Regions from separate parts of the Mus musculus genome. Here region 2 is linked to region 1. A link is a contact called in public promoter capture Hi-C data. All regions are on one chromosome and are shown on one strand. The core of a region is the stretch at or near the end of the contact, and the rest is flanking DNA. Distances in the headings are between cores, read along the strand shown.

Region 1 (3,801 bases), core at 138-2,637:
AAAGGCCCAAGGTCCACAAGCTCACTGATTTGGTTCGGCTAGCTTAGCTGGCCAAAGAACTTAAGCAATCCTGTTCTCTTAGTGCAGAAGTTACAGGAGTTCTATCACACTAGCCTTTTACTGTGTTCTGGTGATTCGAACTCAGGTCCTTGATGAGCAGCATACACTTTACTGAGTTGTCTCTCTTGCCTATTGCGAATATTTGCCACACTTCCATGCCAGATCTCTGGTTCGGTATGAGAACTCATAGGTAAGAAGAGGCAGGGAGAGGCTTCTTGGAGATCCTTTGCAGAGGCCGGCGAGGTCAAAGCGATTTTCTGTTTTAAAGATAGGGCCTTACTATGTCGTCCTCGCTGGCTTGGGAACTCCCTCTGTACACCAGGCTGGTTTCAAAGAGCATGATGTGCTTTTGCTACTTGAGTGCTTATATTAAAGGCGTGCACCACCACACCTGGTAAAAGTTATCTTAATCTTAGTCATTCTCATTCTCTCAAGAAGGTGCAGTGGAATTTTCCATAACTATGCAAAAAAACAGATAGTAAAATGTTGAGAAGCAGCTAGACGATCAAATTGTTTTCTAAAGGAGACATTAATTTTTTTCTCATCAATTTTTGTTTTTGTTTTGTTTTGTTGGTTTTGGTTTTTTCGAGACAGGGTTTCTCTGTGTAGCCCTGGCTGTCCTCGAACTCACTTTGTGGACCAGGCTGGCCTCGAACTCAGAAATCCGCCTGCCTCTGCCTCCCAAGTGCTGGGATTAAAGGCGTGTGCCATCACCGCCCCGCCAATTTTTGTTTTTGAAAAGTTACTTGTCATGATAATGTTTTGCCAACACTACATACTAGTATTTTAAAACATAAACCCTATGCAATTAATGTTCCTAGAGAACACAGTTTTTAGTTTTGTTGTTTTGAGTAAGGAGATCAGTGTTCTGAGCTAACCCTTGTTTGACCAACCACAGACAAAACTTGCTCTCCGTGTCTGCACGCCTTTTTTGCAGTGGTTTCCTCCCACTAAACCGCACTTCCAATTCTGCCCGTCAAACGTCCCATTCCACCTAAAACATGATCCCCGGCGCTGGCCCGGGTCTGTCGCTGCGCGGGGCAGCGTTGTGGGGACACCCACGGGTTCCCCTCCTGTTGGCCTAGAGGTTAAACTCAGCACCTACTGAGGCTCTAGAGAAGCATCCGGACTTCCGGCTCAGCTAGGCCACGCCCGGCCGCTTCCAGGCTGTGGCCGCCCGGAAGAGTACATCAGACCCCGGAGTCAGAGGGGGCGGTTCTGGCGCGCCACGCCTAGTGAGGGTGGGGCCACGCCCACACGGAGAGGCGTGGTCTCTACCCGGCGCGGGAAAGGGGCCGAAATCGCGTGCGCGCGCTCAGTCAGCGACCGCGCGCCACACGTTTCGGGAGGGGATGGCGGCAGCGGCGGCTGCTGGGAGCGGGACGCCCAGAGAGGAAGAGGCTCCCGGAGGGGAGGCAGCGGCTTCGCAGGCCCAAGCCCCGACGAGTGCACCCGGGGGAGTTCGCCTCTCGAGGCTGCCTCTGGCGAGAGTAAAGGCCTTGGTGAAGGCAGACCCTGACGTAACGCTGGCGGGACAGGAAGCCATCTTTATCCTGGCGCGTGCCGCGGTGCGACGGGGAAGCAAGGGCGCCTGGGTCGGGGAAAGGGGCGTGGCATCTAGGGGGCGTGGCGCTAGGGGGCGTGGCGGGCCCTGGTACGCCGACCTGACTTGACTGAGACCTAGGAAGGCCTCTGTGGGCCCCGTTTGAGTTGGTTAGCCACTCTCCTCTTCACGAGGACCCACGCAAATTTAGTTTGCATGGCTCCCACGGCTCACACAGAACTTGAAGGGGATCCTAATGAATGAGTAGGGTGGATTTGGAGATATTAGAGCAGGGGGATTGGAGCTATGGAGAGGGATAGCAGAAGTATTTTCATAAGTTCAGTACAATGGTAGCTTCTAGAACTTTCCTGTGTGGTAGAGTTCCCCCTTTACCCTTCTTGTCCACGTCTACACAGGATTGCTCATCTCAGTGGGCTAGAGTCCACTAATCTCTGCTTGCTTTTTTTTTTTTTTGTTGCAGGAACTGTTCGTGGAGACTATCGCAAAAGATGCCTACTGCTGTGCTCAACAAGGAAAGAGGAAAACTCTCCAGAGGAGAGATTTGGGTAGAGTCGCTGTGGTACCCCAGGGTGGACAGGGGAGCTATGGGCTGGGCTTTCTTATAGCTGTTTCACAAGGCATCATTGAAGCAAGGGGAAATTTGGCTTTTGGTTTATTTGTCTACCTGGTAACCCTTCCACATGTGTAAGCCTTTAGAGACTGTACCTCTCATTCCCTTCTATGCTGCCAAACTCTTTTTCTAGTATCTTTTTTTTTTGTTTTTGTTTTTCGAGACAGGGTTTCTCTGCAGCCCTGGCTGTCCTGGAACTCACTCTGTAGACCAGGCTGGCCTCGAACTCAGAAATTCACCTGCCTCAGTCTCCCAAGTGCTGGGATTAAAGGCGTGCACCACCACGCCCGGCCTTGTTCTAGTGTCTTTAGAGTAGAGAGAAAAGTGAATTTTGGAATAAGACAGGATTGTAGGATGCCTTGAACAGCATTTTCGCTGGCTTTTGAGGTGAGACAGTTAAAAGAATAGTGAGTGTAAAGATGGATCTTAGGACCTCTGGGTTACAGTTTGTAAGTGATGTCATTTGCATAAAATTCCATGTTGGGTCTGATGTCTGAATGGCAAGAGCCAATCAAGTATCCCTTTACCTTGTGTTTCAGATAATGCAATAGAAGCTGTGGATGAATTCGCTTTTCTAGAAGGTGAGTTCACTGCCTGCACAGACTATTTCTCTGTTGATGATGTGAGCTTCAAACCTTATAAAACCTTATAAAACAGATGTGTGGTTTTCCTTTGTATACATGGCAGCAATTCTCCCTGTTTTGATAGAAAAAAAAGGAACATTTTCCATTCTTGGGGAATTAGAAATTCTACAGGGAAATTGCAAGCTTAAAAGAAGAAGGAGGGAGTATATAAATTACCAGTAGAATTGGATTTAGATTTTGAATCCTGTTTATATCTCCAAACTAAATATTAATATTGCTCCTTTATAATGTTAAGAATTAGAAACAATTTGTAACTTTTTTTAAGATTCCTTTTTATTTACGTGTATGTGTGTTTCTATATGCCAAATGTATGTAGGTACCCCCATAAGAGCCAGAAGAGTAGTGTGAGCTGCTAAACATGGGTGCTGTGAACAGGGCTTCTGGAAGAGCAGCAAGCACTTTTTTGTTTTGTTTTTGCTCTATTTGAGACTTGGGTTTCTCTGTGTAGCCCTGGCTCTCCTGGAATTCACTCTGTAGACCAAGCTGGCCTTGAATTCGCAGAGATCCTAGAACTACTTGCCTCTACCTCCAGAGTGCTGGGATTAAAGGTGTGCTTCACAACTGCCTGCTGATGAGCATGAGGTCTTTTTTGTTGTTATTTTTTCGAGACAGGATTTCTCTGTATAGCCCTGGCTGTCCTGGAACTTACTCTGTAGACCAGGCTGGCCTCGAACTCAGAAATCCTCCTGCCTCTGCCTCCCGAGTGCTGGGATTAAAGGCGTGCGCCACTACCGCCCAGCTAGCAAGAGGTCTTAATCACTGAGTCATCTCTCCACCCTCAGTTCCTAACTTAAGACAGGGTCTTATATAGCTCAGACTAGCCTTGAACTCTCACTGTGTAGCTGAGAGTGACCTTGAATTCCTTTTCTGTCTTCACCTCCAAAATGCTAGTAATAATAATGATAAGTCAATACATACATAAA
Region 2 (3,499 bases), core at 448-2,947, about 12 Mb before region 1:
TAGAGCAAGAGTGTGGCTGACAAGATAGTCTTCCTATCATTCACGAACCACTTCTGTATGCTGAAGGGCTTTTAGAAGGAAGTACCTGAAACAAAACCGATTCCAATCATCTGTTCTTAGACTAAAAACTTAGTTTTCAGACTTGAGTTCAAATAAAACTTTCACTTTTCAACATTTTATGGCAAAAGGGACAAAAAGAGAGTTTAGAAAGCATGAACTATTTCTGGGAATCTTGGAAAGTAAGACATAAATAACCTGTATTTTATTTCACTACTCTTCACAAAACTCCATGGCATTAAAACAATCTTAAAATCCTAGTTTATTTATAAAGGAGCAAGTTCCTATGTTTTAAACTCAAAAAAAAAAAAAAAAAAAAAAAGTCCTATGTACTAAAAACCGGGGGTGGGGGGTGGGGAAACATCAGAAATATTTAAAATTCTAGATCATTTCAATGATTGATTGAAACACTGTATATCCCCGTTGCCCAGTACAGCAGCCACCAGCCACACTTAGTTGTCTGTGCACGTGACATGTTTTAGTGTCGCCACTGATTTTAATTTTAAAGCATTATAATTTTTTTCAAATGTGGCTGGCAGCATACATAGTATGAATACCTCACAAGTCCACTAACTTAAAATCCAACTATCTAAACTCTGGAATCCCACCTCAAAACAGGGGCTCATTAGTAAGACAAGCAAGACCTGTTACCTACTCTCAGAAAATAAACACCTGGTTTGCCTTTATGTATTTGTCCCAACTCAGTACCACAATCAAGTGGCTAACACTGGGTTGAAAGGGAGTCTTGTACGGATAGTAATATATAAGTTTCTACCGTCGTCATACCTGAAGTAGGGGCTGATTGCAGCAAGAACGTTTCTATGACAGGAAAATGTTTTCCCGTGATCCACTTCCACTACAATGTCTGTCAACTGTCCTTCATCGTACATTGTTTTGAGTTGCTTAAGAATACTGCAAGCATGGAAAGGATCCATGGTATCGTTGGCTGTGTCTGAAGATGGAATCCCATTCGGTGTTGGGGAAGACTTACTTAAATCTAGGAGAAAAATCGCACAACCACAAGAAGTTCGAAGCCAGTTTACGGCATCGTGGGTTTTTTTCCCCCCCACCCCGTACACAAACGTCCGTGTGTGGGCACAGGAGCGCCGACACAGGCTCTAGGAGCCGAGAGCTCAACAAGGGCGAACAAGTTCCCAGGCCGGCGCGCTCCTCCGGAGCCCGGCGAGCCCGGACCGCCGCGCTCGCGGAGGGAGCGTGTGAGGCGAGCCAGCCGAGCCGGCAGCGGCGGCGATGCGCGGGGACTCGGCTCCGGGTCGAGCGCGGGACGGAAGGCTCCCGAGGGCAGCGCGATCGAGGGCGACTGCCAGGGCACCCCTCAACCGCCTCGCGGGCGGCCGGTACCCAGACGCCCCATCTTCGCGGGCGCGCCGCCCACCGCCCTCCTCCCCATTCATCCTCGCCTCCGCGCCCGCCGTCTCTCCATCCTTCCCTCCCGCCTTAAGGCCGCCGCTTCAGGTTGTGGCCGGCGCCCGCGCTCCTGCTTCCCTCCTCCGACACTGCGGGCGGCCGCACCACGCCACCCACCTGCCGACGCGGCCATTACTACAGGGGCCCCGGCTCCGGTTATTTAAAGAGGAAATGTCATTGCGTTTCGCTCGCTCCCGGGTTCCGGCTCTGCTAAGCGTTGCCTAGCCAATGAGGGTGGCTGACCGAGTCGGCTCCTCCCCGAGCCTCAAAATACCTGGCTCTGATTGGTCAGTGCGCGATTACCAGCGCGTCGGGAAATGTAGTTTTAAGGCCCCCGTTCCCGCGTGCTCCTAGTCGGACAGAGGCCCAAGCCGAGCATTTCTATTGGCTAGCTGGGCGGAGGAGCGCCCCGAGCCCGCCAGCCTGTGCCTTGAGATGCACAGCGCCCGCTGGGAAATGTAGTCATCTGGCTGAGGCGAACTGTCACTCTGAGGAGTGAGGTAGGAAAAGCTCTTATTGAGCAAATTTCCCCGGCAAGGGCCTCTCTCCTAGTCTCGACTCCACTTTAAAAATAATTGTCTTCATACCCCAAATTCCCTATCCGTGACTAGATTCTGGTATGAAAACGCGCTCTGCACGAGGGCTATGAAACTCCGAAAAGTTGGAAATGGTCAGGAGGGCTGTTATCCAAAAATACAAAGGATATAAGACAACCCCCCCCCCCCCAACACACACACACACACCATCGATAGGTCTCTGATGAGTCACCTGTAACGCCCACTTGAAATTGCATCCCCTTAGCCACATGCCCCGCTTTTCACAGATCAACTGGGTCTGGTTACATGGCCACTCAGGACCTGAATCCACTTGGCTTGCATTTCTAGCACACCAGGAAACACCTGTCACACCGAAGAGCGCTCGAGTACTCAAGGGAGACTCGGATAATTGATTTCCCCTGGGCTTCTTGAACGTGAAGAGGGCCTCCGGCTTTCCTGTGAAGAGATGCTGGAGAGAGGCTGAGCCTGGCGCTCCTCTGGACCGTGCTCAACCCTGGCTCTTGCACAAGCTCTTCCAGCCCTTGAACCTCTCTTATAACAGCGAGCACTCGGCATTCAGTCTACTTCATAGTTTTTTGCAAGAAAGCAGGGGTTTTATTGTTGACCTATTTTTTTTTCTTCTCCTATTGTGTGTGTGTGTGTGTGTGTGTGTCTGTCTGTCTGTCTGTCTGTCTGAGTCTCTGTGTGTGTGCATTTGTATCTGTGGTTTGGTGTTTTGTTTTGTTTTGTTTTGTTTGCACGAGTGGATGTACATGTTGGGGGGCGGTGCAGGTGCACGTGGAGGCCGGAGATTGGTGTCAGAAATCCTACAACGCTGCTTTTCTACCTTATACAGTGAAGCATGGTCTCTCAATCGAAACCCAGAGATATTAACTCTCTCTCTCTCTCTCTCTCTCTCTCTCTCTCTCTCTCTCTCTCTCTCTCTCTCTCTCGGCATGGCAAGCACTTTAATCACGGAGCCATCTCCCCAGCCACCTTGTTATCTATTCTGATTTCCTCATCCTGTTTCTGGCATCTAACAGGATGCTCTGACAAGTTGTAGAAACTTAAAAGATGAATGGAAAGCGAAGTGAACAAATACTTGCAGATACCCCTTTATCAGTGAATGGGAAGGAAGCTTCAGTAGAGACTTAGTTCACAGTAGTAACTTTCCTAGCATTAGGTCAAGCAGTTGAATATTTTATTATTTTTTATTTATGTATTTAGTATATTGCTGTAAATTGAACCACAGGCACCATGCATGCACACTACCAGCTCCCAGGGAGCCTCATCACCAACTCCAGGTGACCTTGTTAAAGGGGTCTTGAAATTTTACCTGTGACTGATAGAGTGGGAATGATTTAAAGTAGTTCTATTCCCTAGGTACGTTAGAAATTTAAACAAAGTTCCAAGTGCTGTGCCACTAGGCAAATTAATAAGATGTGGTGCTTCCTGGGGATCGGGGCTTAAGAGCCTCA

What was found. Promoter capture Hi-C pulls out the DNA fragments that hold promoters and counts their contacts.
Region 2: a promoter capture Hi-C map of pre-B cells shows a contact between it and region 1. The contact joins the promoter of Kbtbd8 here to the promoter of Pole4 in region 1. A contact is called at or near these places in 2 of 39 promoter capture datasets (liver and pre-B cells).

The regions. Positions count from the first base shown.
Region 1 is chr6:82,650,451-82,654,251 of GRCm38.p6, reverse strand. It overlaps Pole4 (polymerase (DNA-directed), epsilon 4 (p12 subunit)), which reads left to right and starts at 1,387. Exons shown (of 4, transcript NM_025882.3): 1 at 1,387-1,628; 2 at 2,085-2,169; 3 at 2,774-2,815. The coding sequence starts at 1,413.
Region 2 is chr6:95,116,078-95,119,576 of GRCm38.p6, reverse strand. Kbtbd8 (kelch repeat and BTB (POZ) domain containing 8) reads right to left here and starts at 1,697. Exons shown (of 4, transcript NM_001008785.5): 1 at 1,603-1,697; 2 at 844-1,054. The coding sequence starts at 1,618. Kbtbd8os (kelch repeat and BTB (POZ) domain containing 8, opposite strand) reads left to right here and starts at 1,946. Exons shown (of 2, transcript NR_153843.1): 1 at 1,946-1,985.